Linked DNA regions of Macaca mulatta: region 1 is linked to region 2. A link is a contact called in public Hi-C data. All regions are on one chromosome and are shown on one strand. Each heading gives the region's core, a stretch centred on a gene start, on an enhancer-like site or on the middle of the called end of the contact. The rest is flanking DNA. Distances are from core to core; before and after follow the strand shown. Region 1 holds the start of RGS8 (regulator of G protein signaling 8). Region 2 holds the start of RGS16 (regulator of G protein signaling 16).

Evidence for each region. A called contact is a pair of places that touch in the nucleus more often than the background predicts.
Region 1: a Hi-C map of liver shows a contact between it and region 2, with 3 times the contacts expected there. The contact joins the promoter of RGS8 here to the promoter of RGS16 in region 2. A contact is called at or near these places in 3 of 14 Hi-C or Micro-C datasets (CD4 T cells, fetal cortex germinal zone and liver).

Annotation. Positions count from the first base shown.
Region 1 is chr1:40,136,559-40,140,406 of T2T-MMU8v2.0, reverse strand. RGS8 (regulator of G protein signaling 8) reads left to right here and starts at 1,296. Exons shown (of 6, transcript XM_015122299.3): 1 at 1,296-1,448; 2 at 2,536-2,609. The coding sequence starts at 1,443.
Region 2 is chr1:40,067,815-40,071,669 of T2T-MMU8v2.0, reverse strand. RGS16 (regulator of G protein signaling 16) reads left to right here and starts at 2,441. Exons shown (of 5, transcript XM_001114540.5): 1 at 2,441-2,552; 2 at 3,434-3,544. The coding sequence starts at 2,509. It overlaps LOC144340694 (a long non-coding RNA gene), which reads right to left and starts at 2,305. Exons shown (of 3, transcript XR_013416942.1): 1 at 2,017-2,305.

The DNA of each region.
Region 1 (3,848 bases), core at 47-2,546, 70 kb before region 2:
ATTAGTTTCCACTTGTGACTCAGGCCCATTTGCAGCCCTGCTCTCTTTCCTCGGGGCCTTTACCCCCTGGATAGTGGCCTGGGCAGTAAGAGATTTGGAGGAGACCTTTGTTCTACTGTTTTAGTGCTGGTAGGAAGTGTCCTATGATGGCACTACGTTTGTGTTAAAGTGAGGAGCAGAGCAGAGGCTGGAAGCATCAGGTTTGGTGCTAGATACTAGCTCTGCCACTTTTAAATGACATGTCTCTGTTTCTCCATCTGTAAAAGAGGGGTGATAAAGGTGTTGGCTTTGTAAATTTGTTCTGAAAATTAAATCGATAACTCAAAGCAATGTTTGGCATAGTGTCTGGCACATACTAACTGCTCATTAAACATTAGCTATGTGGATTCACCTTATTCTAGAAACATATCTTGAATTAGGGGAGTGCTTATCAATGGGCTTTTATTCATCAGTTTATCTGTGTACCAGTTTCTTATGGTGCAGTGTACCAAGAAAATGTCCAGAAATGAAGGGTTCTCTTTCTGCTGAAGTTCTAAACCCCAATTAGCAACAGGGTTCAAGAAAGGGGTAATAAGAAATGAGAAACTTTTCTTTTGCCTCTCATTTTATAACACAAAGTTCCCTTTCTTTAATAGAGGGGCACTGTGGACGATATCAGAAAGAGACAATGAGTCACTGTGGAGGCAGCATCAGAATGTTTATTTCATCTTATCATCAGGCAGTGAGTAGTTGCGGCAGAATCATTTCACTGAGAGAATTCAGGTTATGCACCAATAGATCTGCCCAGAAAGACTGGGTCCTGGTATGATATAGTAGAAAGAGCTCTGCTGTTAGAGTCATAAAGCTTAATTTCTGGTTCTTGTGCCTCCTCTGGCACGTTGCGTCACTTTGATAAAGGTACATCACCTTTTCTGGCCTCGGTTTTTTCATCTGTAACATGGGAATAATAATACTACCCTCTGTGACGATGGCATAGGATTGTTGAGTGACAATACATGAAAATGCTTTATACATTTAAAAAGGATGAAAAAATGGAATTCATTTCCATTATTATAAAGCCATCACTTTCTGTTGAGATTTCTGCTGCCTTCTGGGTTTCAGAAATGGTTTGCAGCTAAGGCTATGTGTCTTTAGAGCTAGTTCCTGAAAGGGAGTATAGACTCAGCCTTAGGGACCTAGAGCATAATGAGAAGACAAGCTTTCTCCCAGGGCAGCGGTTTGCAAACTTTAGCATGCATCAGAGTCACCTGGAAGGCTGATTACTGTCCCCAGAGTTTCTGATTCTGTAGGTCTAGGGGTGGGGCCTGAACATTTGCATTTCTGATACTTCTCAGGTGATGCTGACGCTGCTGGTCCAGGGACCATGCTTGGAGACCCACTACACTAGGGCAAGCAGGAAGAGAGTCCTCCTTCTGGAACTGAAGAAGGCAGTGTGAAGACCCATGTGGGTAAGGAGGTTTGGAAGAAAAAAAAAATGGAAAAGACAGAAAAATAGGGATCATGTGCAGATCGGGCAGAACAAAGGAAAAAGTCTCACTCCATAACAAATGCAAGTAGGGGGAAGTTGCTAGGTGATGGATGAGGGAGAGAGGTGAGTTTCTACTGTAGGAAAAACCAGGTGAGAGGCAGGAGCATAGAGTTGGAAATATGCATGTTTGGGAAGGCAGAGGAGGTGGAAATTTCTCATTAAGAAGTGGGGAGTGGTGTGGTTGGTGCTGGTTAGGGTGGGAGTGGAGATGAGCTGGGGGAGAAATGCCTCTGTAGAGTAAGGGGCACAGCTGAGATGTGGCAGAGAGGGCGATTTCAGGGCTGTGTGGTTTGGCTTGGTAGTGCAGCACAATAGAAATTTGGAGAAAGGGGGTGGAATTTAGATGTGTGACCTGCCCTGTAGCTTTCTTGCTCTCTGCATTTATCACATCACATCACACCCAGCAAGACAGCCCCCCTCCTCCTGACTCATTAGGAGATTTGATTTGGAGTGGCTCCTGCTGTCAGCAGCTGTCTGGGGCAAGATCTTTACGCTCTCCACTGCCAGTGCAGCAGCCAACCTTCAGCCAGCAGCAGGGCTCATTAGAAGAGGGCCCCCTGGACACTTGATTTTCAGCTCACTGGTGACTGGAAAGAGTTAATACCTATTCTTTGCTGCCCCCCGCACAGCCTCTGGGTGCAGAGGGAGGCAGCTGTGGGCTGTGGGGACTTCTCCCTGAGCTGCAACCAGAGGAGCTTCAGGTTAGTGAGGCTGAGCTCGGCTCAGGGGCACCTTCTGCATCCTGCCAATGAGGATGGGCGTGCAGACCGTGCCCGGGAGCTGAGCCACCGCCCGCTGGGTGTAGGCTGCTTCAGTATTTACTGGATGTGACAAGCAGAGAGAAGAGCTTTCAGCGGGGCCGCTTGCTGCCTGGCTCAAGTGGTGGGAGGTGTGTTGTGCATGCCTGTGTGTGTATATGTGTGTGTGCGCGCCTATGTGTTCATGCACACATGCCCTTCACTCGCCGAGGATTTGACTGCTAAAAGAAAGATCTACTTTTTCCCCAGAGCGCCTTAACCCGCAGCCTCTCTGACCACCCAGTTGGCAAAGACCCTCAGGCCATGAGGACTGGCCAAAGACAGTGAGTATTGCCTTTGCTTTTCTCTTTCTTCTCCGGGATGTCTGTGTGCACCGATTGCATTATCCATATTTAATTAACTTGCCTCTTCATGCATATTGATTGCTTTCTTCCCGCAGAGGCTCTAGTTTCTCTCCCCCTCTTTATAAATCTTTGCTCTTTGCTTTTAACCTTTGTTTTTTCTTGAGTATCCCCTCTTCCCATTATGTCTCGTCCTGTCTGCCCCAGACGCACCTGTGACTTGATGCCCATCTATGAGGGCACATGCACTGTGCGGGCAATCACACCATTGAACTTCCTGGGCTTTGGGTAACTTCTAACTCTCAGAAGTCCAGGGCCAAATGGGATAAAAGCCCTGAGGTGCTGGGATGGGCAAGGCAGCTGGGTCAGAGTGTCCTGCTGATTCTTATTTACTGGCATCTGTGGCTGAGCGCATCAAATGGGTAGTGGAGGGTCTGAGCAGCAATTCGGGCTGTGCTGGATTTGAAGGATTTGAAGGAGAGAGACAGGCATCTGAACAGCATGGGCAAGCTAGTGTGGGCTGGCAGTGGGATGGGAAGAGAGACAAGGTGGGGACAGAAGGCTGGGTGAACCCCTGCCCCAAATGACCTTGCCTGCAATGTAGGTGGGTAGTCGTCTCTGGTTCCACTTGGCTCTAGGATAATAAAGGTCCCTGCATGGATTTCCCCTTCCCCTGAGGCCATATCCCACAGCAAGAGGCCTAGGTGCCCCAAACATGACTTCTAGGGACCGTCACAGCTGCAAAAGCTTTGACTTCATGACTCCTGGGGTCTAGGTGTAAGCCTGGTTAGGAGAAAGATTAAGGAAATGTCCCTGCAGCCGGGGAACACAGTCCATGACGATGGGCCCTCATACACAGTCTAACTAATTATTTTTTCTAGTTTTCAAAAAGCAATCTTTTAATTTTATTAATTGTAGTATTATTAAAGAAGCTATTTTTAAAAAGTGCTTGTGAAATAGTCACGGTAATATAAAAATAATTTAAATGGTGTAGCTGACATAGGAGTCTTATCTATCTAAATTAGGTTTCTTTTAAAATGGGTTCTATGTTTGGTGTCAGAGTTCCCCAGGGGAGCCCTTTATGGATAGGCTGCTCTCCTCACGTGTTTCTTCCTATCAGAGGTCTTCTGCAGGAACAAAGGGTTTGAAGCACTGAGAATGGGACCCTCAGGAGAGGAAGACTGTGAGTCAATCAGCTTTCAACGTCAATGACCCCTGTCT
Region 2 (3,855 bases), core at 1,192-3,691:
TTGACTAACTGGGTCAGCTTCTACAGGCCCTGGTTCAGCAGCAACTCTGCATTGACAAATGACCCTGCAGTGTGTTCTGATTTTGGCCTCTGTTACTCCAGAGAGCTCAACCACGACCTCACAGTCTCCCCTTCCCTCTTTGTGTTTTTTTCCCTTTCCTTCCCTTACTGCCTTTTCTCAACCTTCTCACCAAGCCCTCTTAGGTGGGGAACCTCTTCTTCCCTTGTTTCTCTTTTCTGACCATTGACTTCCAGGAACATAGAGCAGGCCTTGCTGGGGAATAGCAACTCTTAGATGCTTCTTATGAAATAAAAACCTATACTGTATTCCAAGAGGCACCAAAAACTCACTATTTTTCCTTATTGCTAGCAATCCCAGTATCCCTATTAAGTAAAACTGAAAGCTATTATAACATTTTATTGAGTGCTGACTACATGTTGAGCACTGTCATATAAGCACCTTATTTGCGGATGCTGTGCTGTGCCACCCAGATCACGTCTTGGGGACTGTGGCCATCATTTCCCAGGGTGTTAGTCTCTCTCCAGGAATAGATCGACAAAGGGCACTGCCTTAAGATTAGGCGGTCTTCTTGGGCAGCTGTATGCAATGAATGGTCTTTATGGGGTTACCAGGGCCTTGTCCTCTTGCTTCAGTGGACAGTTCCAAAGGGCCAGCTGAGCTTCAGGGCATTCCCTGGAACCAGCTGGGGTCTCTGTTGAAATGGCATGGCCTTCAACTCCTCCCTCTGCCCAGACCTGCTTCCTTTACTCCCTCTTAATTCTGATAACTCTCCCCAGTAAACCTCCTGCATGCAAGTGTCGACCTGAGTCTGGTTCCTAGGAACTCAAACTAAGAATTAATTTCTTTAGTTCTCACAACCACCTTATGAAATAAGTTGTTCTCTTCGTAGAGACAAGGAAATGGGGGCATAGAAAGGTTAAGCAGTTTGCCTAGTCTCCCATCAGTAACTGGCAGAGCCAGTTAACAGTTAACGGGGCCTTCCTGCAGCTGGGTCTTCAGCAGGTCACCTGGCAGAGCCATGACTTGAAACCTGAAAATCTAACTCTAGACCCTGTACTCTTAACCTCACATGCAGCCTCTTAATAGCACTCCCAATACCTTTGTGGGAAGGTGAGGAGAGAGGCAGGGTATTTATTACCTTTATCTCAGAGATAGACACTAAGGTAGCAACTACCTAAACCCAGGATCGTCCACAGGTATAGCTGTGACTGGATTACTAACCTTTGCGGGTGTGTGTGGGGCAGGGGAGAGGGGGGAGCGGGGGAGAGGGGGGAGCGGGGGAGAGGGGGGAGCGGGGAGGGTGCAATGGAAAAAGAATGGTAAATTCACATTTGAATTTTGGAGCCAACACCTACTAGCTGCACATCTTTGAGCAAGTTATTTAATATGAGTCTTAGTTATGTGACTGGCACATAGTAGGTGTTCAATAAAATACTCATCCCTATCCCATTTGTCTGTCATCTCCAACTGTGATCTTGAGCAAGTTTATTTAGCTTTCTGATTCTCGGTTTCTTCAACTATAAAATGGAGATGATGATGAAGAAGAAGATCTTACTTAGCCCCATGTCCATCGGGGTAGGAGCCTCGTAAAGGGTACTTATCAGTATAATTAGAAACTGTTGGCCGGGCGCGGTGGCTCAAGCCTGTAATCCCAGCACTTTGGGAGGCCGAGACGGGCGGATCACGAGGTCAGGAGATCGAGACCATCCTGGCTAACACGGTGAAACCCCATCTCTACTAAAAAATATAAAAAACTAGCCGGGCGAGGTGGCGGGCGCCTGTAGTCCCAGCTACTCGGGAGACTGAGGCAGGAGAATGGCGTGAACCCGGGAGGCGGAGCTTACAGTGAGCTGAGATCCGGCCACTGCACTCCAGCCTGGGCGACAGAGCGAGACTCCGTCTCAAAAAAAAAAAAAAAAAAAAAAAAAAGAAACTGTTTTGCCAGGTTTGCACCCTGTGCGCCTGTCCTTCAGGACCCAGCAGGCTCAGACTTACCTGCGATCAAAGCCCTGTGTGCCTCTCAGACCCACCAGCCCCGTGGAATCTCTTGCAACACGACACCGCTGCGTGAGTTTTCTGTTGTTACTAGAGGTCAGCAGGTATTTTTCCCTAGGAAACTGGGTGTGCACGTCTCATCCCCGTGCCAATTCTCTTGCCGCTTCTCCTTCCACACGCGGCGTCCTCCGGAGGGAGGGTGCAGCTCCGCGTGCTCCAGCTGCGGCGAAAGTTGCGCCCGGCCCAGTCTGGCTGTGGGCCCCGCCTCCGCCTTCTCAGTGTCCAGCCCCGCCCTCCGATTGGTCAGCAGTGCCCAGCCCCGTTCCTCCGAGGGGATTAAAGCAGCGGCCGCGAAGTCTGGGTGCTTGCAGGCTGCTAAAGCCAACCCCAGTTGATTAGCACCTGCTACCGCGCTTTGCTTCCTAGCGCTCGCGGAGCCTCCTGGAGCCTGCCACCATCCTGCCGGCTACGTGCTGCCCCGCGCCCGCAGCCATGTGCCGTACCCTGGCCGCCTTCCCCACCACCTGCCTGGAGAGGTAAGGGGAGCTTGTCCAACTGCTTGCGGGAAGTCCCACCAACTCTTAGGGAGTGGAGCGGCAGGCCTGGGGACCTGGGTGGGCGCGGGGATGGGGCGCTGGAGGCTTAAGTAGAGAGGTAGAGGCGAACCTGATGCCACGTGCTTAGATTCCAGGAGCAGGGAGAAAGCAAGGGGAAGGGAAGCAAGGGCCCGCTGCTTGCTGCCATCCCCATCCTCTGACAAACTGCAGTCGTGCTCAGGTGACCTGCTGAAGACCTGGCTGCAGGAAGGCCACGTTGACATTTCCAGGCAGAACTGAGCCTGCCTATTGCTTAAGCACTTGTTTTTCATTCCTCAGACCAGAGCTAGGGGCATTGCCTCCTCTGCCCCTGGAAGGCAGGGAGATTTTTTTTTTTTTTTTTTTTTTTTTGTGGGGTGTGGTGGGGCAGGGGGATCCCACTGTTGAGGGTGTGTCCATATTCCAGAGAGCAACTCAACAGCTTCCAGTCGTTACTGGCTGGGAAGGAAAACGTAAAGATGAAGGCAGGAATCAGTTTCCCACAGTTCAGAAATACTCCTGAAAAGAATGCTGAGTTCTTTTCTGAATCAACAGGCACGAAGAGAGATCAGTGTGACTTTAGGGAAAAGCCCATATATGAGCGTGTGTATTACCCAGAAAGTGTAAGGTCTACCACGGCATAGCTCAAACATTGCTTTTGTTGCTTTGGGGTTGATGATACTGATAAGCACAATTTGGGTCCTGGGAACAGCCAAGAGTTTCCAGGAACTCTTGAGGCTAAACTTTGGGTGGCACCACCCAGAGCTCTTCTGGGACACATAAACCTCTCCACACTGGCTGAGCAAATGAGAATCCTTTCATGTTCCTGATTTGTTTTTCAGAGCCAAAGAGTTCAAGACACGTCTGGGGATCTTTCTTCACAAATCAGAGCTGGGCTGTGATACTGGGAGTAGTGGCAAGTTCGAGTGGGGCAGTAAACACGGCAAAGAGAAGTAAGTGTTGCTGACCAGCTCAGGGCTCCGAGAGGGAAGGGAGCGGGAAGGAGGGAAATATAAGGAGAAGCCAGGACACACTAAGTGGATCTTGGCAACGCCTCCCTAGAGATTTTAGTGAGACTTGTTGCTGGTCTGTTATGACTACTTGGCTCATGGGTGAGTGGGTAGGTGGCTCCAGGGCTCCAAGTCTATCCACGGATGAGGGCACACAGGGCATGAATGCCTAGTTAACCAGACTCTCCCACCTGGGGTTTCATTGCACATGCATCCAGGGCTAGGACAGAGTCCAAGGCCACTTGAGGTTTTTA